Linked DNA regions of Mus musculus: all the other regions are linked to region 4. The links are chromatin contacts, called in public HiCAR-type and promoter capture Hi-C maps. All regions are on one chromosome and are shown on one strand. The core of a region is the stretch at or near the end of the contact, and the rest is flanking DNA. Distances in the headings are between cores, read along the strand shown. Region 1 holds the start of Plaa (phospholipase A2, activating protein). Region 2 holds the start of Elavl2 (ELAV like RNA binding protein 1). Region 3 overlaps Caap1 (caspase activity and apoptosis inhibitor 1). Region 4 holds the start of Tusc1 (tumor suppressor candidate 1). Region 5 holds the start of Mysm1 (myb-like, SWIRM and MPN domains 1). Region 6 holds the start of Caap1 (caspase activity and apoptosis inhibitor 1).

Region 1 (2,700 bases), core at 161-2,660, 1.3 Mb after region 4:
CCCTTCAAGATCAGCTTACTCAATCTAATAAGAGATATCCGCTTCAACACACACACAGGAGAAACACCTCCAAGAAAAAAAAAAGGTTCCTACTAATATCTTTCCGGTCTAACTCTATATTCTCACGAGAGAATATAATAAAGTTCTGTAAACAGAGAGCACCTGTCCTCCTGTCAGTGATGTCTTTCTCCCCAGGAAATACATATATATGTATCTCATCATCTAAATTCAATTTACCTTCCCAAAATCACTAGCCTGTTTGCTGTCATAAAATTTTCGACTAATCAGGGCTTTAAACGCAACCTCTGATATTGATTTGGGCTGGATTTTAACTTTTTGGTTATTTTATTTATTTATTTATTTTTGGTGGTGGTGGAGTGTGTGTGGGTGGGTGGGTGGGTGGGTGGGGGGGAATTGAAGGCAGAACTTCAAAGCAATGATAATTTTTCCTCCTCGAAAAAACAGAACATTCCTACACAACGATAACATTTGAGGAGGTTCATCCTCTCCTCCCCAAACAGACTATAACTTGGACAACCAAGAGAGGACACCATGTGTAATTCTCTGTAAAGCAATTACTGAGAATTATAGTCTTCAAAAATTTAAATCTGAGGGATGACTACAGAGCAACTCCTAAGATCGGAGCCCGAGGGGCAAGCCAGAAGTTTTCATCGAGCCGAAACTGGGAGGGCGCAAGCAGCAATAAATACTAAAGACTAAAAGAAACCTAAGGGGTTATCTGCCAAAGCTGAAGGCCCTTAAGGTGTTTTAAGATGCTCGTCCAAGGTCAAGTCGCCCGTTAGTGGTCAAGTTAGGACAGCCAGCCAGGTCCTCCAATCCTATCCATACTCATTCCCCCGAAATCTTGTCGGTTTCACAGACAGCGCCCGAAAAGCCAAAGCTCGGGACTCGGCAGGGAGGCAGGAGCAGCGCGGACACCAGGAAGAGGGAGAGATTCAGGGCAGGGAAGGAGGGTCACTCCTCCCACGTGTCTGCAAGCCTGTGGTCCACCCGCGGGCGGCGGGACTAGCAGCGCTCACCTGTCTGGAGCCCAGAGGCGGGTGGTCCGATCCCGGGACACAGACACAAAGGCTCCCGGCGGGTAGAGGCAGCACACCAGGCCCCTCACGTCCAGTTCGTGGCCCGGGAGCGAGCAGCTCAGCCGGTATCTGGAGGCGCCGCTCGCCATGGCCAGCGTGGATCCGGAGCCCGGCCCCCGGGCACAGCGCGAGACTCGTCCACAGGCCCGAGCCGGCGTGCGCCAGGCTGCGGCCCGAGACCCGCCTGCAGGAGAGGGGCGCCGGAGACCGGAAGAGCCAGTCAGCCGGTGCGGAAGGACCGCGGGGGAAGGGGCGCGCCGAGCCGCCTGAGTGACACAGCAACCCTAACACACACGCCGGAATTCATCATCCGCCGCGGCCCGCGGTGACGCAGAGTGTGTGCGTCGGGCTGCTGAGCATCACGGACCGGGCCCTCTATCCTTCTGCGCCCTGGATCGCCGGCCGAAGAAGGGACGGTGAGATCAGGAAATTCTGCGTAGGCGCCGGAGGTCTGGGTCCGGTCGGAACCCGGTCCATTTCAGAGAACAACCGAAAATCTGTAGTAGTTGGAGGAGGGTAAATCGGAACTACAAATCCCACAATGCCGAGCGTCCCGAGTGACTCGCCGGCGCGCTGAATCCGGATGTTTTAAATCTAGGTGCTCGTTTGACTACTCTGAGTAGTAGAGCAAAATTGCTTGTTTGCCTTACGCCACGATTTGTTTGCCCATTTTCTGCTTGATTCTGGAGAGTCTCCCAAGATTTTCATCAGTTAATTGTTTTTTTTTTCATTTAAGATGACTGAATCTGAAGCCAAAGTGGGAACTTTTAATGAACTTGCCTTCACCTCAAGCTACCCCCTATAATACCAGATTTTGCAGAATGATCGGGTGCCCATTCTCCCCTAACGTGACCACTGTTTGCCCGAGGTTTGGCGCAGAAGGTCTAAGGTGAAGCAGAAAATGCCTTTAATTATTTAAAAGGTCTTACGGTAGCTCGGGCTAGCCTAAAACTCGTGGTTCCTTGCTCCAGTCTCTGAACTCTGAAATTACAGGTGAGAATATATATTTTTAGCCAAACCCCGATGGTGTAGGTAGGAGTCTCACTACATTGCATTGAGATTGTCAGTCTACATTGTAGTAAAGTTAGCTTTCCGTATTGTAGCACGGCATCCATCACACCACAAACCTTTGTTAAGTTGCCAAATCCAATTTGTGTGTTTTTCTTCACTCTTCTTAAAACTTTCATTCTAGGCTTGAAATCACTATTCCTCTGTGTGTGTGTGTGTTTCTCTTGACTTTAGCTCTGAAATGTATTATTCCACTTTGTTCGGTAACCCCAATAGCTTTTCGTTATTTATTTTTTTATGTCGATTTATTTCATGAATGTAGGTATACTGTCGCTGCCTTCAGACACACCAGAAAGTGGCATCGGGTGCCCATTCCAGATGGTTGTGAACCACCATGTGGTTTCTGGAAATTGAATTCAGGACCTCTGGAAGAGCAGCCAGTGCTCTTAACCACTGAGTAATCTCTCCAGCCCCAACAGCTTTTCGTTCTTGAGAATACACTGTTGTATAAGGCCTTCCCCATTTCCCTAATTTATTTTGCTAAGGTCTTTTCCCTTAGGTGTGTGTCTGCCTCAGCCATATTGAATTTGCC
Region 2 (2,700 bases), core at 2-2,501, 2.0 Mb before region 4:
TCTTTAAAATCTGAATTACAATCATTGGAATCCGTGAATCAGAGTCCTCAATTCTGGCAATGATGAGTTTTGACAGCTTCTAACCTTACCCCAGCCCCAGCCCAGCCCCAGCCCTTAGGCTGTATGTACTTTTTCCAGGCAACTACAACTCGCTGCCTGGTGCAGCATCTAAATTCCATCTGGCAATCCCATCTCCCCGGCACACGCTATCTAGTTAATGCAATTAAGCTGAGGATTTTCCCCACTGGTCTAATCTGCAAGTAAGTCCAGGGCTTCTGATTTCCCCAGTCCTCCGATTCCTTTGCGAAAGTAGAGGCATGCATTCCCCTCCAACATTCAAGTTATCCCTCTCTTCCCACGAAATGAACTTCCAACCTCAACCCCGAAGCTCACTGAACATGTAGCCTCCCATTGTAGCCTGCTGGATCTTGACCACATTTACCACTTAAGTTTCTATCAAGTGACATTTTCGAATATTCAGTACGTTAAGCATGCGTCCACTGTCTTCTAGTCTGGCTCTCAAGAATAAAAAAAATAAAAATAAAAATAAAAAAAAGCAAAGCAGTCGCTTTGAAATGAGGCAAACATGTGCAATTAACTTCACATTCTGTATTCCGCTCACTTACAGGTTTTCTGGGTTTGCCAGCGCATCGCTGCAACTAATGATTAAAGAAACCAAACCGAAACTTACCTTTCTCCCTTAAGGTTTTTGTGTATGTGTATTTTTAAAGTAACGGTGCACTTCTCCCAATAAGGATGAGCAAGAAGCTGCTGGATAGTTCTCTTAAGACAGCACGAAACCTAAACTGTGCTCGGCTTAAAAGAAGCAAATAAAAAGAAATGCTTTCGACCCCAAAGTCCAATGCTAAAAGAAATGATGAAAAAAAATATGAAAGGGGAGGGGAAACTTAAAAAAGAGAGTTTAAAAAGACGGAGAGACTACTCCTATTGCCGTTCAACTAAACAAAAAGGTGCAAGAAAAACAAACCAAGGAACAAAGAAAAGAGACGAAAGAACGTTTTTTCAAAAAGACGATGTCTTTCTCCGTGTTGCTTTTTAGTAGGTCGCTACAGGAGTAAGCTGCTGCATCTCTAAGTGAGAACAGAAATAAGGGGGGAGGACGTCTTAAAAGGGAGGTGGACTGGACCACAGATTTATAGCACCGTATCACCAACCCCTTCTCTGCCTCCGCACTGCCGTGTGTGCAGCTGCTCTGCCAGAGTCCTATCCCGGGCAGCACGCGCGGAAGTATACGCCGAGTTGCGCCACAACGCAACATGCTCATCGCCCCAGGTTTCTGATTGGGCGAGACGCTTCTATTGAGGCCGCCCAGGCGAAGCTCTGCTAGGTGATTGGCTAGGGACTTATGTCACTCTTGAGAGCTCAATGGAGTCCCGTTTCAAGGTAAGTTGTGCCGGGAGGTACACACTTAACACTGGCGGCGAAGGGAAATGCAAGAAGCAAAAAGAGATGGGAGAGAGAGAGAGAGAGCAACGTGGGAGGGAACTGTACTATGAGAGTTTGCGATATTGCACCATCTATTTTCCTCTTAAGTCTTTCTGCTTCCAAAAGATTCGTTTTATTTGCCCTCACGGCTGCATCTTTGGCATGTTTCTTTGTAATAGTAAACTGTCCGGTATGTATGAGTCATCGAGAGCGCCTCTCTTTGATTTGAGAGGGATTTGAACGTACACCCATTACTTGTCCGCATGCCTTTTTTGGTTTGTGTTCCAGTAATCTTTACATCTGTATTAGATATTGGGTAACTGTGTGTATGTTTCTCTATTTTAATATGTCCACCTCTTTCTCTCTCTTTCTCTCTCTCTCTCTCTCTCTCTCTCTCTCTCTCTCCTTTTAGAATAAGAATGAAATAGAAATGGTTTCAACTGAATCTGTACAGTTTGAACTAGCTTTCAATGTATGTCAGGGTTAAAAGGGGGTAGCAAAAACATCGTACTTAACAAAAACAAAAAAACAGGTAATGAATTGAAATAAGGTCCTTCAGTTGGAGGTAAAAAGAGCAGCTACATATAAAATTAAAACAAGCCACTCCTTTGCATTTGCTGGCAATACAGATCTTGAACCTCACAAGGATTGCTGACAGTAAAGATAGTTCAGCCTTTACCAGGTTCTTTTGAGAATTCAAAAGTTTGATCAGTAGACCAAGTGCTGTCTATGTCTTTGCTTTATAGATGAAGATTTCTTTATTCCAACCTCATGTTTGAGTAATATTCAAGAGGCTGAAGTGCAGGTTTATTCATACTTATTTCTTCCGTTAAGTGAAAGTGAGATTACTAAATTTACCTAGATGTATTTACAATGAGAAACAATATCCACCTAACTTAGTTCATTCCCAAGGAATTTTTCAGTTTTGACAGATAGCCTCAACTTCCTAAACAGTACATATATTTCTTACATAATCTCTCTTCTCTCAAAAATTATTTTACTACTATGTTTATTTGCTACTAGTCACTGTCCTTGATAATGTAAGAGAGCAAAGGCAACGGTAGAAATTAAACATTGCAGGAAGATGGAATGTCAGAGGGAAAGAGAAAGATGGTCTGAGAGCAAGTGACTTAGAAGTGGAAAGGAAATTGGTGTTCCTTGAGCGCGTCCTTGAGTTTGATAAATGATTAATGTAAAGAACTGGGGACCTGTTTATCCCCCGTTTAACCTGTGTAACAGTATCTAAGTTATATT
Region 3 (2,874 bases), core at 177-2,676, 1.2 Mb after region 4:
TCCATATTCCTACTAGGAGAGCTTATTAAGCCCCACTTAAAACATTCCATGGCTTTCCAAATCCAAAGTTCCCAAATCCACATTCTTCCAAACAAAAGCATGGTCAGGCCTATATCAGCAATATCCCAGTTCCTGGTACCAACTTCTGTCTTAGTTTGGGTTTTACTGCTGTTAACAGACATCATGACCAAGGCAACTCTTATGAAAACAACATTTAATTGGGGCTAGTTTACAGGTTTAGAGGTTCGGTCCATTATCATCAAGGCAGGTGCATGGCAGTGTCCAGGCAAGCATGATATAACAGGTGCTGAGAGTTCTACATCTTCACCCAAACAAGAAAAGAGTCACTTCCAGGCAGCTAAAAAGAGGGTCTTAAAGCCCACGCCCACAGTTACACACCTACTCCAAGGTTACACACCTCCAAATATTGCCACTCCTTGGGCCAAACATTCAAACCACTACATCAGACTTGGTGGCCTAAGCCTGTCATCCCAGTATTCAGAGGCTAAAAGGAGAACTAAAGTCAAGGCCAGCCTGGGCTACATACCATAACTCTGCTTCCTATAATTAAAAACATATGGCATTATGCTTCCAAAATTCTTGACAATTTACCTTTTTTATAATGTAGAAAATTCTTATACTTCAAATGATTAAAAAAAACTAATAAACTATACAAACTGTACTTTCCATCATTTCATTCAACTCTTAAGCAAAGAAGGAGATGAATTACAAAGTGGGAGGTGGGGCCAGGAAGACAATGCTTACCAAATAAGTATAAAGACCAAAGTCTGGATCATCAGAAACTATGTAAAAGCAAGGCTAACCTGGAGCCACTCTGGCAACCACACAGGCAACAGAGAGAGGCAATCTCCAGAACAAGCTGGCTGGCTCGTCTAGTCAATCAGTGAGCTAACTCCAGGTTCAACTGGAAGACCTTACCTCAGTAACTAAAGGTGGAAAGTGAGAGGATTAAACAAGACATCAACTCTGGGCCTCCATACTTGCATACACGGGTGCACACACACACACACACACACACACACACACACACACACATGCAAACACTGGTATACACATGTGACCACTCACATATGCATGCATACATGCACTGTGTATACAGAAATGCACATATACTATACAAAAAAAATTAAATAAACAGTAACTTCAGGGATCCTGAGCATGGTGGCATAAGCTGGTAATCGTAACATCTGGGAAGCTTAAGAAGTTAGATCTATATGAATATATGCCTGGTCTCTGTATGAATACAGAGAGTTCCAGGTTGAGCCAAGACAAAAATCTCAGAAATATAATAACAATTGTAATATTTTTAATGTAGGAAAATTCTGTTTAGTTCTGGTGATGATGCATTAAGAAAAAAAAAAAAACAACCCTCAAAGGCATGAGAAGGGTTTCTTTCTTTCGTTTTCTAGTGGTGAGAAGAAGTAAGATCTTGCCAATACAGGTCTTACACAACAGGCTGGCCTACACAACAATCTCTTCTCACTTGGCCAAACCTTTAAAGACATTGATTCACATTCAGAATCTGCATGACTGCTCTCTTGTTAAATCGGGGTAAGAACAAGAGTTGGGTAAAACAAGAGCTCTGAAGAAAAGGAATTAGAGCAGGTTTTTACTCATATTCTCTCTCTCTCTCTCTCTCTCTCTCTCTCTCTCTCGTGCTCCCAACTCCAGACTTCTTTGTACAACTTCCTTCTTGGTCTCCTGGGCTCTCTAACACTCACACCACAAACATATGTAGGCAGAATTAAGGCGTTCATTTGTCCATTCAGAGATTTCTGTGGCAGTATATACAAAGAAGATATTTCAAACTTACAGGCAACAAATGCTACTTCATTAGCTGATGACCCTTCTTCTCTTCCTGTCTTAGTAATAAATCCCTCTGGTAGCATCTGAGATAGGGTCAAACTAGTTAGCCCAGGTTGGACTGGAATTTATTCTCCTCCAGCCTCAGCCTGGTATTGGGATTACAGACATGCACTGTCTCAACTGATTCTCGAATGCCACTGTAGCTGGCAATTCAGGTCTTCATTATCTTTAATCCTAATCTCCCTTGACCTATTTTAGTTTCTCTCAATGCAGGACTACATTAGATCAATGATAACAAGAATCAGTTGGGTTTTTCTAACTACCATAATCTTAAGAATTGAAAGGACCTCACCAAGATTCACACTTAATTCTCTTGCTAAATAAAAAAATATTTTATATAACTTTAAAATGTTAGAAATACAAAATTAATAAGCCATTATCAATTATTTTCCTCCAGTTTTAAGGTATGACTGGCAAATAAAGGTGACATGATACACAGCATCGTATTTGCTGTACCTATGAATTATGGCATAATTAAATTAAACTAACCAATATCACACCCCATAAATATATTTGAGATCTGTTTACTCAGTCACTTTCAAGAGTCCAATCAACACACTGATATATATCCATGACGTTACACTGAAGAGCTACAGAAGTTAATCTAAGACTCCAACTGCTGCACCGACACCTTCCCTTTGTCTGGCTGTTAGAGAATCTGCTCCTCAACTGTGCGTTGTGACCCTTTTGGGGTTGGATTCCTGCACTTCAGATATTTACATTACAACTCATAGCAGTAATAAAATTACAGTTATCAAGTAGCAATAAAATAATTTCCTGGCTGGGGATCACCATACCATGAGGGCTGCAGCATTAGGAAGGTTGAGAACCACTGCTAGCATCTCTCCATTCTCTAGTCCCTGCAGTTCTTTGACAGTCTATAGCCTGTTAGCCTGTCTATAAAGGAAAATATTTTAATCACCCATACCAGCATGTATATTTTGTATTCTTATAAGCTGGTTTATACTACTAAAATTACATAAATAC
Region 4 (2,852 bases), core at 154-2,653:
TCAAAACACATCAAATAACAGTCATGGAAATTTTTGATTTCAATGCACCAGTTTATTTATCAGCTCAAATCATCACCTGTCAGAAGATACTCTAAAAAGATCTCTGGAGGCCAACACACGAGAATATATTAAACATATGTGGATTGGAATGACGGGCAATTATAAATATTTTTTTCTTTATAAAAAGGTAGTACTTCATGGGCTATCCAAGTCAGCAATTTACAAAACACACTTAAAAGGTGGGTTGTATAAGAGAAAAGAGCAGAGTTTTTGGACAGTAGAATGAACAGGCATCACCAATCAAATACACTATTCATCCTTCAAAGCATCAAAGATGGGGGGGGGGGGAGGGGTGGCAAAAAAACTGGTCCTCACAACACTTTGAAAACTTCAAGAATTTAGGAGGTGCGACCAGGCACCCAGTTCTTGCTGCTTTAAAGCAGGTCTTAGAGTTGTTGGACCCCTCTCAACACACCAGCAGTGTACTTGGCAGTTGCTTTGCACAAGTGGGAACTGGGAAACTCTTGCTTCTCTTTCTCCATCAGGCCAACGGATTTGGCGCCTGGAAGTGCCCTTGGGTGGGGCTGGAGTTCAGGAGCTCAGGACTTCAAACTTCCGCGTGCTGAGAGGGGCGGAGCCCGGAGTACTACGGAGGCGGGGCGCGCGCAGGTCCCACCTCCCTCCGTGCCCTCGGACTACAGCCAGGGCCTCGGAACGTCCGGATCATGGGCGCACAGGCCGGTGGCAGTTTCTTGGAGCGGTGGCTCCTCGATGGCTCCCGGCGGGCGCGCGCCCTGCTGCTCTAGGTGCAGCTGCAGGAGCGCTCGGCGGTACATGACCTCCAGCTTCTCTAGCCGGGCCCGCAGCGCCCTGGGGCTGCCCGGCTCCTCCTCACGGCCATGGCCTCTCGCCTTGCGGTTGGTGGCGGGCTCGTCCGGGGCGAGGGTCTCGACGGCGGCCTCCCGCTCGCCGCTGTCGCCCGGCAGCCGCAGAGCCTGGCGGAAGAGGCTGCGGTTCTCGCGCCTGAGCCGACGGTTCTCCAGCCTCAGGCGGGCGTTCTCCTCGCGCAGCCGCGCGTTCTGCCGGTCCCGCTCGTCCCGCGCGCGCAGGGCCTCCAGGTGGCTGGCCGCCAGGTCGGCGAAGCGCTCCTCCAGCTGTCGCCGGGCCCCGCCCGCGCGGCCTCGCCAGCCCACGCCGCCACCGCCACCGCCGCCCTCACGGGCCCGGCCCAGGCGGCCCGACTCGCCGCGGCTCCCGCCGCCTTCCCCGCCGCAGCTCCCGCGCCGGGTGGCGCCACCACGCATGCGCCACATCGGTCCGGTCTGGTCGCGCCGCCAGTCCGTGGCCCGAGGGGCCGCGCGCGGGGCGCGGGCGGACTTGGGGCCTGGCTGGGCGCTCGGTCGCGGGCGGAGGAAGAAAGGTGGCAGGCGGTGCTGGCGGCAGGCCAGAGGAGGCCGGGAGTTGGCCCGAGCTGAGGCGTGTCCTTGTCTCTCGCGGCTGAGCGGGCCCCCTGGGCCTGCGGTCGCTGGTCGCCTCACACACGACGCCCCTGGGGAGCGCTCTGCTGCTCAGCCCTGTGTCCGTGCCCGGAAAGCCTTGTCCTCTGCTGGGTGCCGGGTGCCCACCGCTTCCCCGCGGGCCTGGGCACTGCGGGAACACTCCCGCCTTGCCCTGCTCCCCAGCACAGCCTCCAGTGCATACTTTGCGACTTACATGGCAGTCTAGAAACAAAATGAGTTTTGAGACTGCTGGAGAGCTCATTGCGTTTATAGCGTTTGAAACCTATTTGAAACCACGCCCATGTTTAAGAAACACAAAACTTTATTGGGCTGCACCTGCCATGAGGCTCTCTGACTCCAACAGGTAGCACTCCAAATACTGGAGAATTTATGTGTTGAAACTTTACTGGGTCACATCTCAGGGCAGTTCTTAAAATTTATAAACTATAGTTTTATTTATTTGAGATACAGAATATTCAGATGTTTCCAAACAATCTGGAGACGGTTGGATACATACGTTTATGTGAAGCACATTGCTATTTTTTCCTAAGGATCTCAACCTACATAGGCCCCGAATGATGGCAAAGAAAATACATGTTAGTTAGAATCTGTGTTTCAGACAAGGTTCTGTTTAATTTTTAGGTACCACGTGATCTACAAAACTACCACACCAAGGAAATGGACAGGTAGTGCCTAGGAGTACTGTGGTTCAAATTAATTAGAAAAACCAACACTCAGTTATTGTTCTTTAATTTTTCCAGCTAAAATACTAAAATACCACAAATTCAGTTCTAAACAGTCATTTCATTAAATCAGTAACAAAGATATTTCAGAATTTAAGTGAGTTTAGTTTAAGAAAAGGTTGTCATTCTTAATTTACATTAAAATGTAAATTTTAGGCTGTAAACATTGGAGACAGAACCTGACTTCTCTATAGACTACAGAACCAAGAATATGTTGTTAGCATATCCAGACATTGTAGAAGGATGGAATGGTAGTTTGCTAGGAAAGATGATTTGCTCTGGGATTTAGACATGGCAACTCTTTTAAGAGTCTGAATACCTGCATACATCATGATAAAATTATAACAAGAATGTATCACTGTCTACATGCTATAAATTAGGTACCAGCCCATTTTTATTAGCGTTCTTCCTTTTATGTCATTTATAAAACTAGTATTTGCGGTGGTGATGCACGCCTTTAATCCCAGCACTTGGGAGGCAGAGGCAGGCAGATTTCCAGTTAGAGGCCAGCCTGGTCTACAAAGAGAGTACCAGGACAGCCAGGGCTATAGAGAGAAACCCTGTCTCGAAAGAAAACAAAACAAAACAAAACAAAAACCTAGAATTTTAC
Region 5 (2,700 bases), core at 126-2,625, 1.6 Mb after region 4:
ACAACATGCCACCAGTAGTCTCAAGTGTCAAGAAAATGGTACAAGAAAAAGGGATGAAAAACTAAACACAACCAGGAAAGTTAAAACGAACCCTTGAGAGAGGCACAGAGCCAATGCTTTCAGGTGACGGTCACTGAACACCAGGTGAATTCCTTTATGAACTCCAAACTGCCCTCGCCCACTGAGGTCACCGATTCTCAAACATCACAAGCACTTGCTCAAGTCTGATATATCACACTGGTGTAGAGTTATTGCTATCTCAGGCTATCCACGTAACTTTTGAACTTTTGAGAAAATATTTATGTGAAGTTAACTACCCCTCATTTTCATCACATTTTAAGAACTCACTGGCTATTTTAAAATGCTTCTTATTCTGGTGCCTTATAGAGGAGGACTGGCAGTCTACAGTGGAGCAGCCCTCCTGTCAAATGAACTATATGGGCTGAAAATGGAGCAGTACTAGTAATAGTATGTACTTCAGCAGAATTCTAACGAAGTCGCTGACAAGTTACAAGTAATGTACCTGGCTTCTACAGGAGGTCCTATCTGGCCCCCATTACTTAAAAGGAGGGATACCGCGTCCTCCTAAAGGCACGTGTCAAATCAGGTTCAGTTTAAAATCACACTGCCCGTCCTTGCAGGCACTGGCATGACACCCCTAACTGGGTCTTCACTACATTATCCTAACACAGCAAAGAAAACATCTGCCGAGCATTCTCCATATGCTAAAACATCTCTCAGAATTATTTCATTCGATGCTTACAACAGTAAGATCGACAAGTGATTCTTGGTTTCCAAGCAAGCGGAGCCTTGCTTGGAAATGCCTCAAATGCCTTGATCACGGTCAGAGTGACAGTAAACAGGAAGAGCAAAAGCAAAAGGCAAACATGACTTGTCCAACTCTAAAATCTGGATCCTTTAGGGTAAGCTGCCTTTCCCCCAAGTTTTCAACAACTTGCTCTGAGAAGGAGGAATCAAACGACTGGACCAGGTCGCTAGCGGGCGCAGGACTAAATTAGACGCCAGTGTTCAAGATGCTGTGAGGCGCCTGAGACAGCGCGAATGCAGGTAGGAATCCGAATTAAACACTGTCCATCGCAGCCCAGAAAGTGGAGATAAACAGTGCAACCTGGGGCACCGGGTCCACTCCCGGACCCGGCCGACTTCCGGCTGGGAGCACCCCGGGTCCCGACGCCGTCCACACGGACCCTCGGCCAACCGCATCCTCCGACCCTTGCCTAGCACAGCCCGGCCCGCAGGACCCCGCTCCGCGCCTCACCCCGGCTGTGCAGCCGCCGCAACATCTCCTTCCACATCCACATCCGCCTCCTCCGCCTCCATGACTGCACCTGACGCAGGCGTACTCGCGAGATCCCGCGAGATGCGGCGGGGCGGGACCGGGGGCGGGCCCAGGGCCGGAGGCGGGGCCTTGGCGTGGCGCACTTCCGGGGAACTCCGGCGAGTAAGACCAGGAGACTGCGTGAAAGCTGCTTCCCCAAGGACCGCATGGGTTATCTCACTTCTCTCACGTCTTACGTGGGCTAACTCACAGCAGATCTTTTTCCATTCAGGCGAGAGACCCTGCTTTGTGGCATCCATTGTCTCTGGTTCATTTTCGCACACACACACACGCGCGCGCGCGCCTACCCGCCCCGCCCGCCACCGTGAATTATTAGAATGACCCAGTGGAATGGATGCAGGTTTCACGGATTTTATTTTATGGATAAGTAAATAGACTCAGAAAACTGACGTGATTGTTCAAACAGAGAGCTTGGTAGATTGATCTTTTAAACTCTGCCCTGAGTGTTTGCCATATACATACAAATCATTGCTGGGAATCTGTGAAGCAAAGAACTTAACGGTTTTCCAAGAAATCAGAGTCTTGCTTCTGCATTTTTCTGCCCTCAAATCTGTCTCTCATACAGTTAGAATCCATGACTCATTGTCTTCTCGATCAGACTGTGACTTCTTTAAGGATAAAACCTGTCTGGTAGTCCTTACACTGCCTGCGTTCAGCACAGTGTCTCACGTAGTAGAAGCTGTGTTGGACAGGTAAGTGTATTGGGAACCAGCAAAATAAACCTGATTTGTTGTTGTTTTGTTTTGATTTTTTGAAATAGGGTTTCTCTGTATAGCCCTGGCTGTTCTGGAACTCACTCTGTTGACCAGGCTGGCCTTGAACTCAGAAATCCACCTGCCTCTGCCTCCCAAGTGCTGGGATTAAAGGCATGCGCCACCACGCCCCGCAAAATAAACTTGTTCTTTTTTTTTTTTTTAAGTACTACCATGTCGTTTTCAGGCTTCATTTAATCATAGGGGTAAACTAAATTCAAGGTCCCAGGCCCTGGGGGAGCTTCTGTTGTAAGGAGACAGCTATTTGAGCCCAGCCATCTCAGAGACAACTTAGAAGGAGACAATTGTCTGCGTCCAGTCATCTCAGGGAAAGTTGTAAGGAGACAGCAGTTTGAGTCCAGCCATCTCAAGGACACTCTCCAGCTTGCTGTAGGGTCAAACTAAGTTCTTGTTCCCAGGCCCAGGAACCAGCTCCTATTCTGATTGGTGGAAATTCGCATGCTCAACCCTTTATGGTCAAAATATGATTGGCCGAAGCTACAGCCTACCCTGCTTGCCCTCCCTTACTTTATGGTTTCATCCTTTAAATATGCTATGTAATTCCCCTAAAAAGTCACTCTCCGGACT
Region 6 (2,700 bases), core at 57-2,556, 1.2 Mb after region 4:
AAGCCCAAGTGGCTCGAGCATGAAGCATTTGGTCAATACAGCATATGGTGCCGATATGCAGAGCAAGTGGAATTCATCACCTTTTTAAACGTATATACTTTTGACACTGCAATTTCATTTCTGTAAGTCCAAGTCTACGTAACTCTTGCACAAGATCTATGACAAGTTTGTTCCATTTGGTATTGTATATAAAAATCAATAAAACTGAAAACCTAAATATTCTACAATAGAGATACGAGTATACTGGGAAACCTAAAACACACCATGTATGGAAGGAGACCCATTCAATGCGAGAATATACCCAATTACATTCGTAAAAGTAAACAATGAAGAGTGGCTACTCATCCACAGAAGGTATGCATATCAAGAGGCACTACGAAGGGCGTTGAACTCCTGCCTTGATTCTGTGTCCGATGAATTTTAAGAACACAGTCATTTGTTTTACAGTAAGTTACAAACTACTGTTTTAAATAGTGGTATCGCGGCAGGTTGATGATGCATAAGAAACACATTTTGGTCCCAGCTGTTGAATTCAAATGTAGGAACTACGAAATTCTTGCGACTGTGACTGTGGGTGAAATTCCTGAACTTGGGTCTCAGGTGTTTGTTGTTGTGGGTTTTTTTTTAATGTGTGTGTAATGTGAAAATAATCAGAATCTATTAAATAGTGGTGGTCAGTGCTTACACCGGCATTTGTAACTACTTCCCGACCCACAGATCCTCTACGGAGATCGGGGAAACCACAAGTAAAAGAAACCGCGAAAGTTTAATGGGGAAGGAGTACTGATCAGTAAATCCAGAAACTTAAAAGTTTAATACATGGGGAAGAGTTCAAACGGACTCAGAACGGAACCGGCGGCCCAAGGGACCCCGGCACTAACAATGAGCTTCTGCCCGCGCCCGCGCGGCTCTGCAGCCCGGCTCTTCTGAGGGGCCGCAGCTCCGGGAGACGGCGCGAGGCGAGGCACGCACCTGCTGCAGGGAGCCCGAGACGCTGGAGGACGAATCGGTGCTCCTCCGCTTTCGGCGCTCGCTTCGTTCCGCGCCGCCCGCCACACTCGTCCCGCCGCCGGCGACCCCGCAGCAGCCGCCGCTCCCGCACCCACCCGCGCTCCCGCTCAGCACGGGCACCAGGTCCGGGGCTGCGAGCGACGCGGCTGCCTCCTGCCCGCTCCGCTTGCGCCGCTTTTCTCGGGAAGACTTCTTCCCCGTCATGGTCCTCGCGCTGCAACCATCGGCGACAGCCGACCGTCTCTGCAGCAACAGAACCCCGCTTCCGTAGCGGCCGGCGCTGCTGTCGCAGACTTGGCGTCACTTCCGGTCCCGGCGCGTTTTACTACGCGTAGCTTCTGGAGGCGGGGCTCGGATGCGCTGTGCCAGCTGCTGAGGTTGTCTGGAGTTTAAAAGGTGACGTGTGGTCCAACGGATCTGTTTGCTTTTTCCCAACCTCTGGGAAGATTTAATTCCTTTCAGTGTTTCTCAGCTTACAAGTACGTTGGAAGGTAAAATTAAAGTTGCTGAGTCTCCAATTTCTTCTACCTTCGATTCCCTCGTTTGATTCAACGATATAACAATAAAAAGAATTTCAGAATAAAAAAAATTGCTTCATCTCACTACGACCTCATTTGAGCAGGGTTTTTTTTTTTTTTTTTTTTTTTTTGTACACTTTAAGGACTTGTGCAAAAATAACAGTCTTATGCTTCCGTATTTTGTATCATTAAAACTAATTTCGTAGCATGATTTCATGTTACTTTTAAAGGAATGGAAAGGATGTCAGAAGGAAGACAAGTTCCTATAGTATTTCAGTGTTCAACAATGTGAGTTTAGTAGCCCGGCGGTGGTAGCGCACGCCTTTAATCCCAGGACTTGGTAGGCAGAAGCAGGCGGATTTCTGAGTTCAAGGCCAGCTTGGTTTACAAAGTGAGTTCCAGGACAGCCAAGGCTACACAGAGAAACCCTGTCTACAAAAACAAAAACAAAAGAAAAAAGAAAGCAAGAAACAGATAGCCCTGGCCATGTTCAGCCTTCTTTCTTCCCTGTGAACTCTTACAGATGCCTCTGGCTGTTCTCTCTACAATAAAAACCTTTTTACCTATACCATGGAGCGGTCGAATCAGTTTAGTCACAGATAGATACACAGTGGGGCAAGGAATGGCTGGCTGTTCCTGGAGGCTAAAATAGCCCACGATGAAGTAATTAGCCTGTGAACTTACAAAATTCCAACCTCTTCACAGTACTGAAATTCTAATTCATCCATCAGTCTCTGTAGACACAGACTCATTCCAGGTTTGTTTTTTTGTTTGTTTGTTTGTTTTTTGTTTTTGTTTTTTTTTTTCCAGGCTTATTGTTGTTCACAGCCGGACGCAGCTTTTCAGGAGTTTTTATTCACAGTTGTTTTGAGGCAGGTTCTCTCCGAGTCTAGACTGGCCTGCCACACGTACAGCTAAGGATGGCCTTGAACTGTTTCTTTTAGGGTTTGGTTGGTTTGTTCATTTGTTTTTAGATTGATGTATTTATTTTGTGTACATGAATGTTTTGACTTACATATAGACATGTGTACCACACCACTGCCTGGTGCCCTCAGAGACCAAGAGAAGGCATTGAATCCCTGGAAAAAAAATTACTGATGGTTGTAAACCACCATATGGATGCTGGGAACGGAACCCAGGAACTCTGGAAAAGCAATAATTGCTCTGAACT

The links. Promoter capture Hi-C pulls out the DNA fragments that hold promoters and counts their contacts. HiCAR-type assays count read pairs that join an accessible place to other places. Capture Hi-C pulls out chosen DNA fragments and counts their contacts.
Region 1: a promoter capture Hi-C map of liver shows a contact between it and region 4, with 2.6 times the contacts expected there. The contact joins the promoter of Plaa here to the promoter of Tusc1 in region 4. A contact is called at or near these places in 5 of 39 promoter capture datasets (cranial neural crest, hippocampal neurons, liver and 2 more), 1 of 115 datasets of contacts at active chromatin or transcription factors (astrocytes) and 1 of 9 other capture datasets (liver).
Region 2: a HiCAR-type map of astrocytes shows a contact between it and region 4, with 6 times the contacts expected there. The contact joins the promoter of Elavl2 here to the promoter of Tusc1 in region 4. A contact is called at or near these places in 2 of 39 promoter capture datasets (cranial neural crest and hippocampal neurons) and 4 of 115 datasets of contacts at active chromatin or transcription factors (astrocytes, embryonic forebrain, embryonic hindbrain and 1 more).
Region 3: a HiCAR-type map of astrocytes shows a contact between it and region 4, with 6 times the contacts expected there. The contact joins the enhancer-like site here to the promoter of Tusc1 in region 4. A contact is called at or near these places in 8 of 39 promoter capture datasets (the 3T3-L1 cell line, the C10 cell line, cranial neural crest and 4 more), 1 of 15 datasets of contacts at CTCF or cohesin (the NIH/3T3 cell line), 1 of 484 Hi-C or Micro-C datasets (Th1 cells) and 2 of 115 datasets of contacts at active chromatin or transcription factors (astrocytes and large pre-B cells).
Region 5: a promoter capture Hi-C map of pre-B cells shows a contact between it and region 4. The contact joins the promoter of Mysm1 here to the promoter of Tusc1 in region 4. A contact is called at or near these places in 1 of 39 promoter capture datasets (pre-B cells), 1 of 115 datasets of contacts at active chromatin or transcription factors (astrocytes) and 1 of 9 other capture datasets (adipose tissue).
Region 6: a contact with region 4 is called in a HiCAR-type map of astrocytes, with 5 times the contacts expected there. The contact joins the promoter of Caap1 here to the promoter of Tusc1 in region 4. A contact is called at or near these places in 6 of 39 promoter capture datasets (the 3T3-L1 cell line, the HPC-7 cell line, hippocampal neurons and 2 more), 1 of 484 Hi-C or Micro-C datasets (bone marrow-derived macrophages), 2 of 115 datasets of contacts at active chromatin or transcription factors (astrocytes and cardiomyocytes) and 1 of 9 other capture datasets (adipose tissue).

Annotation. Positions count from the first base shown.
Region 1 is chr4:94,601,837-94,604,536 of GRCm38.p6, forward strand. It overlaps Plaa (phospholipase A2, activating protein), which reads right to left and starts at 1,411. Exons shown (of 14, transcript NM_172695.2): 1 at 1,041-1,411. The coding sequence starts at 1,189. It also overlaps a transcript of Ift74 not described here.
Region 2 is chr4:91,375,245-91,377,944 of GRCm38.p6, forward strand. Elavl2 (ELAV like RNA binding protein 1) reads right to left here and starts at 1,252. Exons shown (of 8, transcript NM_001347149.2): 1 at 692-1,252.
Region 3 is chr4:94,514,070-94,516,943 of GRCm38.p6, forward strand. The region is part of intron 5 of Caap1 (caspase activity and apoptosis inhibitor 1); the gene reads right to left. Among named protein-coding and RNA genes, the nearest start is that of Caap1, 41 kb to the right of the region's middle. Within about 2 kb of position 1,427, at least 11 of the 459 cell types and tissues checked have an H3K27ac peak or open chromatin away from gene starts, as enhancers often do.
Region 4 is chr4:93,334,108-93,336,959 of GRCm38.p6, forward strand. It overlaps Tusc1 (tumor suppressor candidate 1), which reads right to left and starts at 1,404. Exons shown (of 1, transcript NM_026954.1): 1 at 41-1,404. The coding sequence starts at 1,313. The coding sequence ends at 696.
Region 5 is chr4:94,977,725-94,980,424 of GRCm38.p6, forward strand. Mysm1 (myb-like, SWIRM and MPN domains 1) reads right to left here and starts at 1,376. Exons shown (of 20, transcript NM_177239.3): 1 at 1,280-1,376. The coding sequence starts at 1,341. Gm12694 (a long non-coding RNA gene) reads left to right here and starts at 1,397. Exons shown (of 3, transcript XR_867913.3): 1 at 1,397-2,052.
Region 6 is chr4:94,555,490-94,558,189 of GRCm38.p6, forward strand. Caap1 (caspase activity and apoptosis inhibitor 1) reads right to left here and starts at 1,307. Exons shown (of 6, transcript NM_026368.2): 1 at 973-1,307. The coding sequence starts at 1,215.